Regions from separate parts of the Danio rerio genome. Here region 1 is linked to region 2. Evidence: chromatin contacts called from public Micro-C data. All regions are on one chromosome and are shown on one strand. The core of a region is the stretch at or near the end of the contact, and the rest is flanking DNA. Distances in the headings are between cores, read along the strand shown. Region 1 holds the start of elfn2b (extracellular leucine-rich repeat and fibronectin type III domain containing 2b). Region 2 has its middle 13 kb from the start of sgsm3.

Region 1 (5,758 bases), core at 1,317-3,816, 240 kb after region 2:
CTAGCCAAAACAGAACAAATAAGACTTTTCCCAGAAGAAAAAATATTATCAGACATACTGTGAAAATTTCATTGCTCTGTTAAACATCATTTGGGAAATAAAAGACAAAAAATAAAAAGGCGGGCAAATAATTCTGACTTAAACTGTACATGCAAAATGTGAAATGTCAGAAGTCTCTGTGATTGTATGCTGCAAATAAAATTTCCTATGGGAACAAATAAAGTTAGGTAACTAACTAACATATGTCAAAATTATCATTTTTTTCGTGTATGCTAAAAATTATTACAATAAGTAAAGATCATGTTGCATGAATATATTTGGTAAATTTTGTACCATAAATATATCAAAGATTATTTTTTTTATTAGTAATATCCATTTCTACTAACTTAATTGGACAACTGTAAAGACAATGGTCTCAATATTTAGATTTTTTTACCCATTGGATTACAGAAATGGCCAGATATTACCCTATTCTAAAAAAACATACACCGGTGGAGGGTTTATTAATCCAGGCCTGTAGTCAAGGGGAGTGGGGGGGGGGAGTTCAGGTGGTTCTCACCCCTCAACAACAAAGGTCCAGAATGAGTCCTATACATGAGCCCAGTTGTCCCATTTGGACTGCTGCTCCATCATAAATTGTGAAAATAACCAACACAATCTCACGTCAATTCGTAACTTTTTTATTTGGTGGCTAATTATTTTGTAAGATCTAACTCGTACAATTTAGTGTGATTTGGGTTTAGGGGTTTGGTTAGGTGCCACACCTCCTTTTTAAAAATCATAAAATTTCGTACAACTGAATTAGCCACTAAACTGACAAAACCTGTTGAAAAAAGCTTTAAGACCAAGTCAAATCATCTGTTGAACGTCACATCATTGTGACTACAGCTAATCAGTTTTGGCCAATGCAAACTATGATTTTTCATGAGTTCAACATCCAGCTGTGCAAGAAAACATACAATCAGATGTAAGTGACGTCATCTTTAACTGTATTGTTTTTAAATGAAGAAAAAATTTTACAAGAAACTTTTATTGTAAATCTTGTTTTCTTGAAACAAAAAATACTGATAAAGCGATGCAAAGCACCAAAAGTGGCCCATATTAAAATTTATTTGAATTAAAGTTGTGCCTAAATAGTCACTAAAATGCAGTATGTAAATACCGTTATTAAATAGAAAATAAGGCGAATAACTGCAAAAAGGTCCACATTCTGAGAAAAAAAGAACCACCTCTTACGCCAGGTTGGCTACGGGCCTGTACATTATTTCAAATGTTCCATCAACATTTAATTCAGCAGATACATTTACATTAAAATGAAACAACAAACAATTTCTCATTTGTACTTATTAAAAGTCATAGAAGGGTAAACCCATGGGTTCAAAGATATCGGCCAAGTGAATTTAATGCGACAATTAGTTCGTGTTTGGGGCTGAACTGTAATCCTTAAATGTACTAATTTAGTATGTCATCAGGTGATTCCTGATCTTTTATCCCTGACAGGGCTTTTTATTATATAAATTATTGGTACACTGAATGACATTTTAGATCTTTAGTAAATAATACTAAAACAGTTTGGTCATTGTATGCTTTTACCTGTGAAATTTATTATAAACGTCTTATTCTTTCTCTTTCTCTCAGTGTGAAACATTTTTGATTAAAAACAGACAGCTACAAAAGTCCAACAGGTTATGCTAGAAACTGTGACTAAACAATGCAGTGTAATGAAAACCTGTGTCACATTTATTTGTCAACGCATTTTTAAAGCACTAATCATAATTCAGAATCTCTCACACCCTAACACGCACATCCTCTGAGCTGTGAATGTAATTCCAGCACACTGTGCGTGCAGACGCAATGCTTTCTGACAAACATACGCACGAATAACACGAGTCTAGTCAAAGTTATGAAATACCGAGGGAACAAGCTTCTTCCGTCGTCTGGATGCCGAAACCGTGTCACGTAGCTCGCCAACAAAAACCCGCCATGGTATATTAATACCAAATCCTCTCCGCACATCTGTCAGCGGCGATCTAACGGTGCGCGCTAAGTGCATCTCCCGCAGTCGCCCTGCATGATTATTACATGCCCATAGATTAAGACCAGCTCCCAGTGAACTACAGCCTTGTAAGAAGATGTAGGAGCATTCATTTGGCACCATGCACAAGTAACACTCTCACATCAAATCTGCATTTTCAGCTTCAAAGATTGCTTTGAAACGCACATGCTTTGAGACGCATGGATTCTGTCAGAAAGCGCGCTGCGCCAGAGACGCGCAAATGCGTTATAGGGGCTTCTACATGATTTCCGGAGAGCGCGTGAGTCGCGGCGCGTGCAGGTGGCTTTTCATCTGAGCACTGCGCAGTCTGGGCAACCACGATGCATGATCTACGATACTGTGTGTAGAACAAGCTGGTCCATCTATCGCGCCAAGGCATCATTGATATTGACTACTGTAAACATTTAAGATATAATTACAGAAAAAGTTTCTTACCTCTGTCGGTGTCTTCTCGGAAAGATTCCGCGGTTTGTTTAGCTGCCTATCCGCTTTACTACACTGTGGGATCAGTGAGAGATACAGAGAGAGAGAGAGAGAGAGAGAGAGAGAGAGAGAGAGAGAGAGAGAGAGAGAGAGAGAGAGAGAGAGAGATGGGAGGGGGGAGTAAGAGAGAGAAGATCGGGGTAGACCTCTCTCTACATCTCCACACCACTCTGGGATGATGCCACTCCTGCGTGATCTCAACCGCAATGTGAAGCTACCCCGGTGTGTTACGAGCAGATGCCATCGCATTTAGTCAAAAGCATGTTTTTTTTCTCATTCATGCAGCTATTCATCAAATATAGCAAGGTATCCGCCTACTCACTTCATGTTAATGGACAGTTCTGTTCCGACTTTAAATACTGGCACCTAACAATAATTGCAGAGATGGTCGAGGCACAATTTAAGATTCTTCAGATTTCTTGACCAGTGAAAACATCTAAAGAATTACACTCTTGAAAAAAGAAAATACTTTTAACGAACAATTCTCATAAAGAACATTTTCCACCACAAATAATAGTTTGTATAATTAAAAGTTTAAGTGGTTGATTAATGTTAAATTATGTTTATTTAACCATCAATGGCAATAAAGAACAATAAATACATTTTCATTTCACTTTTTGAAAAAAAAAAACTTTCTTTTTACTATTAATGTTTTTTACAATAAGAAAAAAAATATTTCTTTAAAGAACTTATCATGAAAACACATAAAACGGAAAACTAATCTTAAGTTTAAGCTGAGCTTAACCATAACATTTTACAGTACACCCTTTCAATTTTGATCAGATGTCTCAGAAACATGTGTCTCTAAACACTGTGAACAGTTTATCCATTAACCATAATAACATAAAGGAAAGTTTTTTTTGGCACTTGTAAGAAAACCTTTGAAGCAACTTTAAATGGCACCTCTTCAAATAGATGGAAAATTACAAAAACTTCTTAAATTGGGGTTAAATCAACTATAAATCTTCTGAAACATGCTATTTTGGTTTGATGTTCAAAATTTAAGCTGTTAGAAATCTGACAAATATAAGCATACTTTACTGATACATCATCCAAGAAAAAGCATTGGTTTTACAGTTATAAGTACATATTCTGGTTAAAAATCCTCTTGATGAAATGTGAGATGTGCAACAGGTCTGCTAAGGGTGAAATTCCAAATTAATATGCTGATGAACATATTTTGATTACTGTATTTGTGTTAAGTTAAATGACAAAACATTAAATACATCGAAAGCTGTCAGACACATAATACACTGTTAAAATTTTTGATAATTTTACGGTTTATTTCCGGCAGCTGGGGTGCCAGAAAAAAACAAATAACACCATTAAATTACAGAAATTAACTGTAAAATAACAGAGGTTGAACAACAGAAATTTAACAGAAATTTAAATTTAAGGAAATTTCTGGAATTTAATGACCATTATTTTACCTTTTTCTGGCACCCCAGCTGCCGGAAATAAACAGTAAAATTACAGATTTTTAACTATAAAAAAGCTATAAACTATAATAAAGTCTATAATAAAAAAAACTATAATAAAAAAACTATAAACTATAAAAAAAAGTCTTGTTGGATTATTTTTAATTAACTGTTTACAGATGCTGCCAAAAATAAAAAAAAATTAAATGGAACTTTTGCAATACTATCAAACAAATTATATAATAAATATTTTGTGACAATACTTTACTATGTTACCTTAACTAATTAAAATTAGGGAACTACGTTTCAACTTATTTTTTAGTGTATAGATTATTTAATGGCCCTTTCAGTCAAACGAAATGTAAGTTGACTGTTTTGTGGAATAGTTTTTCTCTGTATGATGGCTGCTTTTAAACCACAGCTTCATAAAGCTTTATAACCTTTATGAGTTTTGGAGTGTGTATCAAAATAGGGCTTTGTTACACCACAATTGTTTTTAAACTTTTGAAACTTTTATGATTCTTCGCTTGAAGATGATGTGTAATACCATAAAGTCCACATGAATCACTCAGATCTCCGATCACTTTTATGAGTAAATGAAAAGATCAATACAGTAGTTAATAATAGTTATTAAACCTTTCTTTAGCAGAGCCCACCGTGTGTGTGTGTGTGTGTGTGTATATATATATATATATATATATATATATATATATATATATATATATATATATATATATATATATATATATATATATTCATATAAAATTATGAAATAATGCTTATTATCGAGAATTTTTTTTATATATATGTACAGGATTTTGACCAGCAGGTGTCCCTAGCACGTGCTTGAACGCTATTTTGCGAAGCAATTGGTTCATTTGTTTCAAAGCTTTGAAAAATGTTTTTTCTCCCATCAACTGACCTAAACACAAGTGAGCAAATTGACCATACCAGAAAAGTTGTGTGAAGCAAACATATTCAATTACAAATCATAGTACATTTGTGGTACTTATTTGGTGTTGTGCAAAGAACTCCATAATAATAATTATTTATTTGTTGATAACATGTCCCTGTAAATATCATTAGCGTGATGAGGAACAAAAACTGTTGGCATCACACTGCTCCGTAGTGTTCATTTTACCCATAAACTGCAATACCTAAAAATGTAGGCACAAGCACATATTTCCAATGAGCCTGTGTTGCAATAAATAATGTATTTATTTATTTTTATTTTAGTGAGTGGCATTTTAATAATCATAATAACTTTTTCACCATAAAGAAACTTTTTATAATGAAATTGTAATGTTTAAAGATATAATTTAATTCAGGGCGGCGCGGTGGTTAGAACTGTAACCTCACAGGAATAAGGCCGTGGGTTCGAGCCTTCTAAGCAAAATAGTCCGTAGTGAATGAGTGTGAAGAAAGTGTATGGGTGTCTCCCAGAACTGGGTTGCGGCTGAAAGGGCATTCGCAAGATAAAACATATCCAGGATAAGTTGGTGGTTAATTCCACTGTGGCAACCCTACATCAATAAAGGGACTAAGCCGAAAATAAGATGAATGAAATTAAGGAATTATTTATTTTAATTATTCATTCAATTTCTTTTGTCTTAGTCTCTATTTCAGAGGTCGCCATAGTGGAATAAACCATCTAAATTTTAATTTATAAACAAAGAAATGCAGCAATTGTTAGCAATTGTTAATAAATAAAGAAAATGAACCAGTAAAGAACAGTTTTTTTTACAAACATGAGGATAAACAGACATTTGGGTGAAAAAAAACTCACTTTAAATGATTCAAT
Region 2 (5,596 bases), core at 2,917-5,416:
AGCTTAAAGGGGCTAATAATTTTGACCTTAAAATGGTTTTAATACAATTAAAAACTACTTTTATTCTAGCTGAAATAAACAAATAAAATGTTATCAGACATACTGTGAAATTTTTCTGGCTCTGTTAAACATAATTTGGGAATTATTTAAAAAAGAACAAAAACTCTAACGGGGGCTAATAATTCTGATTGCAACTGTGTCTGAATAGAAATAAATTTATTTATTTATTTTTGTTGTTTTTTCTATTTCTAATGTGGTTTATTTAATCACAGCAGTAAAATACATACATTTTTAGCAGTGCTTTATACTTTAATAATGGCTCAAAATGTTTTTATGTGAATTTCTATCAAATGAATACTGCCTTGTCGAGCACAAATACAAAACTTTTGAACAGAATAATACATTTTAACAATTCTACTGCAAATTTTAACAGTTTTTAAACCATGGTTTAGGTATAAAATAACTGAAATTAATAGGTTGAAAAATAGGTTTACATTATAGGTTTATAAAAATAGGTTTATATTATTAATCTATTTGTTTAATACATGTTCTTTATTTTAAGTTGTTCAATAGATTAATCTTACTTTGAACTGTTTTAGTTGCATATTTCTCGTAAAAAAAGCTTCTGATCTTGATAAAATATATCCTGATTAAAAAAAAAAAAAAGCAGGCAGTATATTTTCATTACCGAATGTTTGTCATCAATTAACCAAACCGCAGTATGCTAACTAATGTGCTGAAAGATACTATCATTTGCAAAAGTTTACTTTAGATGTCTATTTTTATTTGTAAAAGATGCACCGCTGGCTAAAGTGTCCATTGATCTTTTTGCATGATAATATTTGAAAATCCATTGTTCCAGAAACATCTTGTACAAGCAAAATTGGATTACTCCGGAGGCTGGGATGAGTGGACGTGCAGAATCATTGTTGTAATTTGCCAACTATAGGGCTCAGCTGTACATGCTGACGGGGCCAGTGACCCTGGTGTTTTGCTTGCTCTGCGTGTGCGCCGAGGCCCCGGGGCCCTTGCGTTCAGCTTATAGTGAATGTGCTGCAGGGTCCAGTGGCCTCAGTGTTCAGCTTGAACTCAATGTGGTGAGCTCATTCTGCATGTTTTGAGGAGTCCAGTGGCCTCAGCCATCACCTCACAGCGCATGTGCCAAGGGCCCTGGGGCTTTGGAGGACCCTGGCAGTGTTGGGCCTGAAGCACTGGACTGCCCATAATCAAGCTCTATGGGTGACCTACTAAATTAATCAAAATGTGCAGTCAGAGCCTACTACATGAACTATAGTATATCATAACTTTGACTTTCATTTTGATAGTGACAACTGTACTGTGAAATACTGAAGCAGATCATAATAATAACATATGCTATTATATTTAAATCCCTAATATATATTATTTAAATTCCTTAGAATAAAATTTGTACAAATTATATGATTCTGAAACTGTAATTATATATATAAAATTACATGTATGTATATGTAAAAACTTGCTGGATAAGTTGGCGGTTCATTCTGCTGTGGCGACCCCGGATTAATAAAGGGACTAAGCCGACAAGAAAATTAATGTAATAAGAGCTAAAATACGTAAATAAATAAATGAATAATCTATAAATATTAGTTTTGTATTTTATAAAATAATAATTAAAATAATTATAAATTGGTATTCTAATTGAAATTATTATTAATAAATAGTTAAAAATTTATTTGTATTTTATTAATATTTCTTTATTTACTTCATTGTAATAATAAACAAATAAATATTAATAATAAGAAAAATTCCAATTAAATGTGTTTAATTTGTTCATTCTGTTTCTAATCAAATTTCATCCATGTTAAATAATTTTAAACAATTAATTACTATAAAATCATTGTAAACAGGGTACATAAAGAACAACAAAGAATACTAGTTTTCCAACAGTCTGTCTTTGTCTCTTTTTGTTGCACAGGTCAGATTATACAGTTGCTTGTAAAAGAGCTCTGCTGATGCGCTCATTCATCTGTGTGTGTGTCTCTGCACATATGCTAATCATCGCTATTCACTCTGACAGTCAAGCTCAGGCATTTAAAAGGCTTGAGAGAGGAAGTGCCATAGAATCTACAGGATCCACAGTTCATGCCGTGAACTCCTTTATTATACCTGTGAAAATAACTATGTTTGTGTCAGTGCGTGCTTGAGGGAGCATTTAATATATCTACTGAATACATTACATTACAGGTTTCAGAAATCTGCAACTGCAGTCTCTGTGCTTGTGTGTTTGTCTATTTGTTTATGTGGTTTACAAGGACATATTTGTGTAATGAAATGGGTTTGATACACCGGTTATATTGTTAAGGTGGTTTATGAGGACTTTGAAATTCAAAAAGCTTAAAGGTGTAGTTAGTAAGTTTGACACCCAGTGGTTCAACTAGGTATTGCACTCTTTGTTCAAAATGCACACAATTGCAGGTTGCCAGATTTTCGAGACAAACAGCAGTGTGTGCCTGAGGATCGAGTCTAAAGGCTGATTTAAGGCCGATTTAAATTGTGTTGTAAATAAAAGCAACATTACTTAATAGACTGATTATTTTCCATATTAAAATTAGTTTTTGTTTTAATCATCACCTGAAATATATATATTAGAAATGGCTTCTATTTCTTGCAGCTGAACCAACAAACATCAGTGATTCAGCATGTACATTTAATAATGTTAAAGAGGTTTACTATGTATTAATCAGATTTTAAACCTCACCATTTCATTGGAGTGCAGTAAGTGCACTATTCTGTGCTTCTGAATGGCTGTATTTAAATTTCTGTTGTATTTCATCTGGTGCAAACAGCTAAACTGCTTATCACTGCAAATCGCCTCAAGTAACCTGCTCACCTGTTTACGTTCATAATATTTAGATTATTTGCTAAATAATAACCATCTCATGTGGAACTCTGAATCTGCGTCTTATTTCAGAGTTTGCTACTGTCAGTGTCCACCGGAGTTCACATTTTGGTCCCAGACGCATACTTTGAGAGCCTTCATAACTGAATAAATGAAATACACTGTTTTCCACCAAGGCAACCCAAGGTGCTAAAATATAGTAGGCTAAACTGGCATTAAGCGGGTTAAAGTGACCAAAACAAAGACAGATATTTCAGCACGTAAAGCACATTTTCAAAGAAGAATATCTGACTTCAGCATTGTATTTCAGATTAACAAGAACGTTCACTTAGCTGTTTCTTAAAAGCTGTAAACATATCATGGTATTCTTATGCTTTAGAAAAGTCAAAAGCTTACATAAAGCACCTTTAACAGTTACCACACTTAACAGGGTCTTTTGACATTCAAACTTTGCCACAGGTTTTCTGTGAGGTTTAGGCTTAGCGTTAGGTTTAGGTAAAAGCCTTATTAAGTGTTTTTTTTGACAGTACAGAGTATATTATTCCTATGATTGGTCTTCATAAACCGCATAAGTATGTTTGGGGGTTTAATGATGTATAAACTGGTCACTATAGGTGTACAGAGTGGGTGATTACATCAGAAGGTAAAATCTCAGAAACTACATTCTTTGTACTTGACCATCCTATGAAGAAATATGACAGGCTTGGACAATCCTTAATCCGTCAACCTTCAACAGATTACATTTGTCCTGACTCCATCTGTTCAACTGTGACGCAAAGAAATTGAAAATAACATTTTCTCTTCTGGGATTCTGAAGGCAAAGCTGGATTTCCAGTCCTTAAGGAGCAGGGCAAGAGTTCAGCGTCTGTGCCGCCTTCGTACTATCCAAACAACACAAAGGCTGATGTCTACCCTTTTATACTCTATGAATCAGCCTTACTAGTTACTCTCCATTGGGTCAAATATGACAGCAGAGATCTGACAATGAGAAATAAGCACGATGTTTGGCGATAGCCTTGAGCTTTCTAATTCCAGCGAGCTTGAGTAATGTGTTAACTGGAGCCCTGTTTTTGCATGGAAGGACAAGATAATGATTTTTTAAAATCTCCAGCTTTAGTTGAAGGAATACATCATGAAAAGAGGGGGAAATTCTGTCATTGTTTTTTCAACTTAATGTCATTCCAAACCTGTATGACATTCTTCTTTTGTGTGAAACACAAAAGAAGATATTTCAAGAGGTTTCAGCTGCGTTTCCTTATGTGGGGAAGTTTCAAAACACAGAGAGGACAGCCCATAAATTTAACGGTACAAAGCCTTACAGGGACATGTTTATGCAAGGTCAAACCAAATGACATAGAGGGAAAACATATGTTCCAATGTAGATTTTCTAGGGTGAATGCGATATGAAAGAACACAACTGTGTTGTAAGAGGATGCAAAGATTGATGGGGGCACGCAACGCTTTTGTGAAAGATACAAAGTTTCAGGAGAGAATGCAATTTAATAATTTACTGGAAAGTAACACTTTTGTGAAAGAATGCAAGAGAACACAAATCTAGATTTACTCAAAGCAAATTAGCTCGAGATAAGAGTCCAATAAAAGTGCAGATGGGACTGGAAATACGATGCACAAATTAAACTACACAAGCGCAAGAGATTATTTTCTTAATGTAAGATGCAAAGCATAAAACAGCAAAAATTACATTGTAAACAAGCAGAGCTACAGATGATAAGGTTACAATACAAGTGTAAAATGGGTTTAGAGATCTTTTTTGGTGTTAAATAATGTCTTAATAGTAAACAACAGGAAATACTCTCTTCCCATAAATTTTGTGTAAATGGGGAAACAAAAATGTTTATTGAGAGAATGCAAACTTTCTTTTAGAGCATGTGACTCTTTTAGAAAAGAACAAAAAGTTTCACAAGAGAATGCAAGTTTTATGGGGGGTAATAGCACTTTTGTGAGAGAAAGCAAAGTTTCACAGGAGAAAGCAATGCTTTTATGACAGAAGACAACTATTTTGTGTCTGTAAATCCGAAAACTGAAATAAAAATAGAGTAAATTTGATTTAAACAATAATCATATTCCAGTGTTTTTGACTGAAGAAATTCTATATGAACACAATATTTGACTATAGGCAGAATTTATATATTTTTGCATGGCATTATAGTACTAGTTGGAGTTTTACTTTTTTAATAAAAATGCAAAAATGTCAACAATTTTGTGTTTTTCTGTCAATATACAGGGCTGTGTTTACATTAATGAGGAAAAAAAATGATTTTGGCAAATGGCTGCAATATGATAAGAGGTGAAATTTTTTGAGGGGGTCTGAATACTTTTTTTATGTTACAACTAATATATTATGGTCTTTTTATTGCTAACTAACACATTAACCATAAAATATCTGAAATAATGTGATGTTTATGTAAACAAGCACAAATAGCCTTTTAATTAGTGAAGTAATCTTGGGTGTTATAATATAAGAGAAAGACACATTCAGGTCTAATTTTCACTTGATTTAAAGATTTAAAAGAGTGTCATGTAATGTTTTGAGTTTTGAGGTTACCACTTTCCAGAAAAATAGCACTTAATCTTTGGATGTTGGCAGATTCTTTTACAACAATGCTGCTTGTCGTTTCATCATACATAATGTCAATCTACTAGGCTTTATTAAAGCAGTTGCAGTTTAAACTGCAATAATTAACAGACATTAAGCAA

Evidence for each region. A called contact is a pair of places that touch in the nucleus more often than the background predicts.
Region 1: a Micro-C map of caudal fin shows a contact between it and region 2, with 6 times the contacts expected there. The contact joins the promoter of elfn2b here to the enhancer-like site in region 2. A contact is called at or near these places in 7 of 18 Hi-C or Micro-C datasets (caudal fin, embryo, hematopoietic stem cells and 2 more) and 1 of 4 datasets of contacts at active chromatin or transcription factors (caudal fin).

Annotation. Positions count from the first base shown.
Region 1 is chr3:32,547,746-32,553,503 of GRCz12tu, forward strand. elfn2b (extracellular leucine-rich repeat and fibronectin type III domain containing 2b) reads right to left here and starts at 2,567. Exons shown (of 4, transcript XM_068219140.2): 1 at 2,492-2,567.
Region 2 is chr3:32,309,950-32,315,545 of GRCz12tu, forward strand. No RefSeq gene overlaps it. Among named protein-coding and RNA genes, the nearest start is that of sgsm3, 13 kb to the left of the region's middle. Within about 2 kb of position 4,167, at least 3 of the 62 cell types and tissues checked have an H3K27ac peak or open chromatin away from gene starts, as enhancers often do.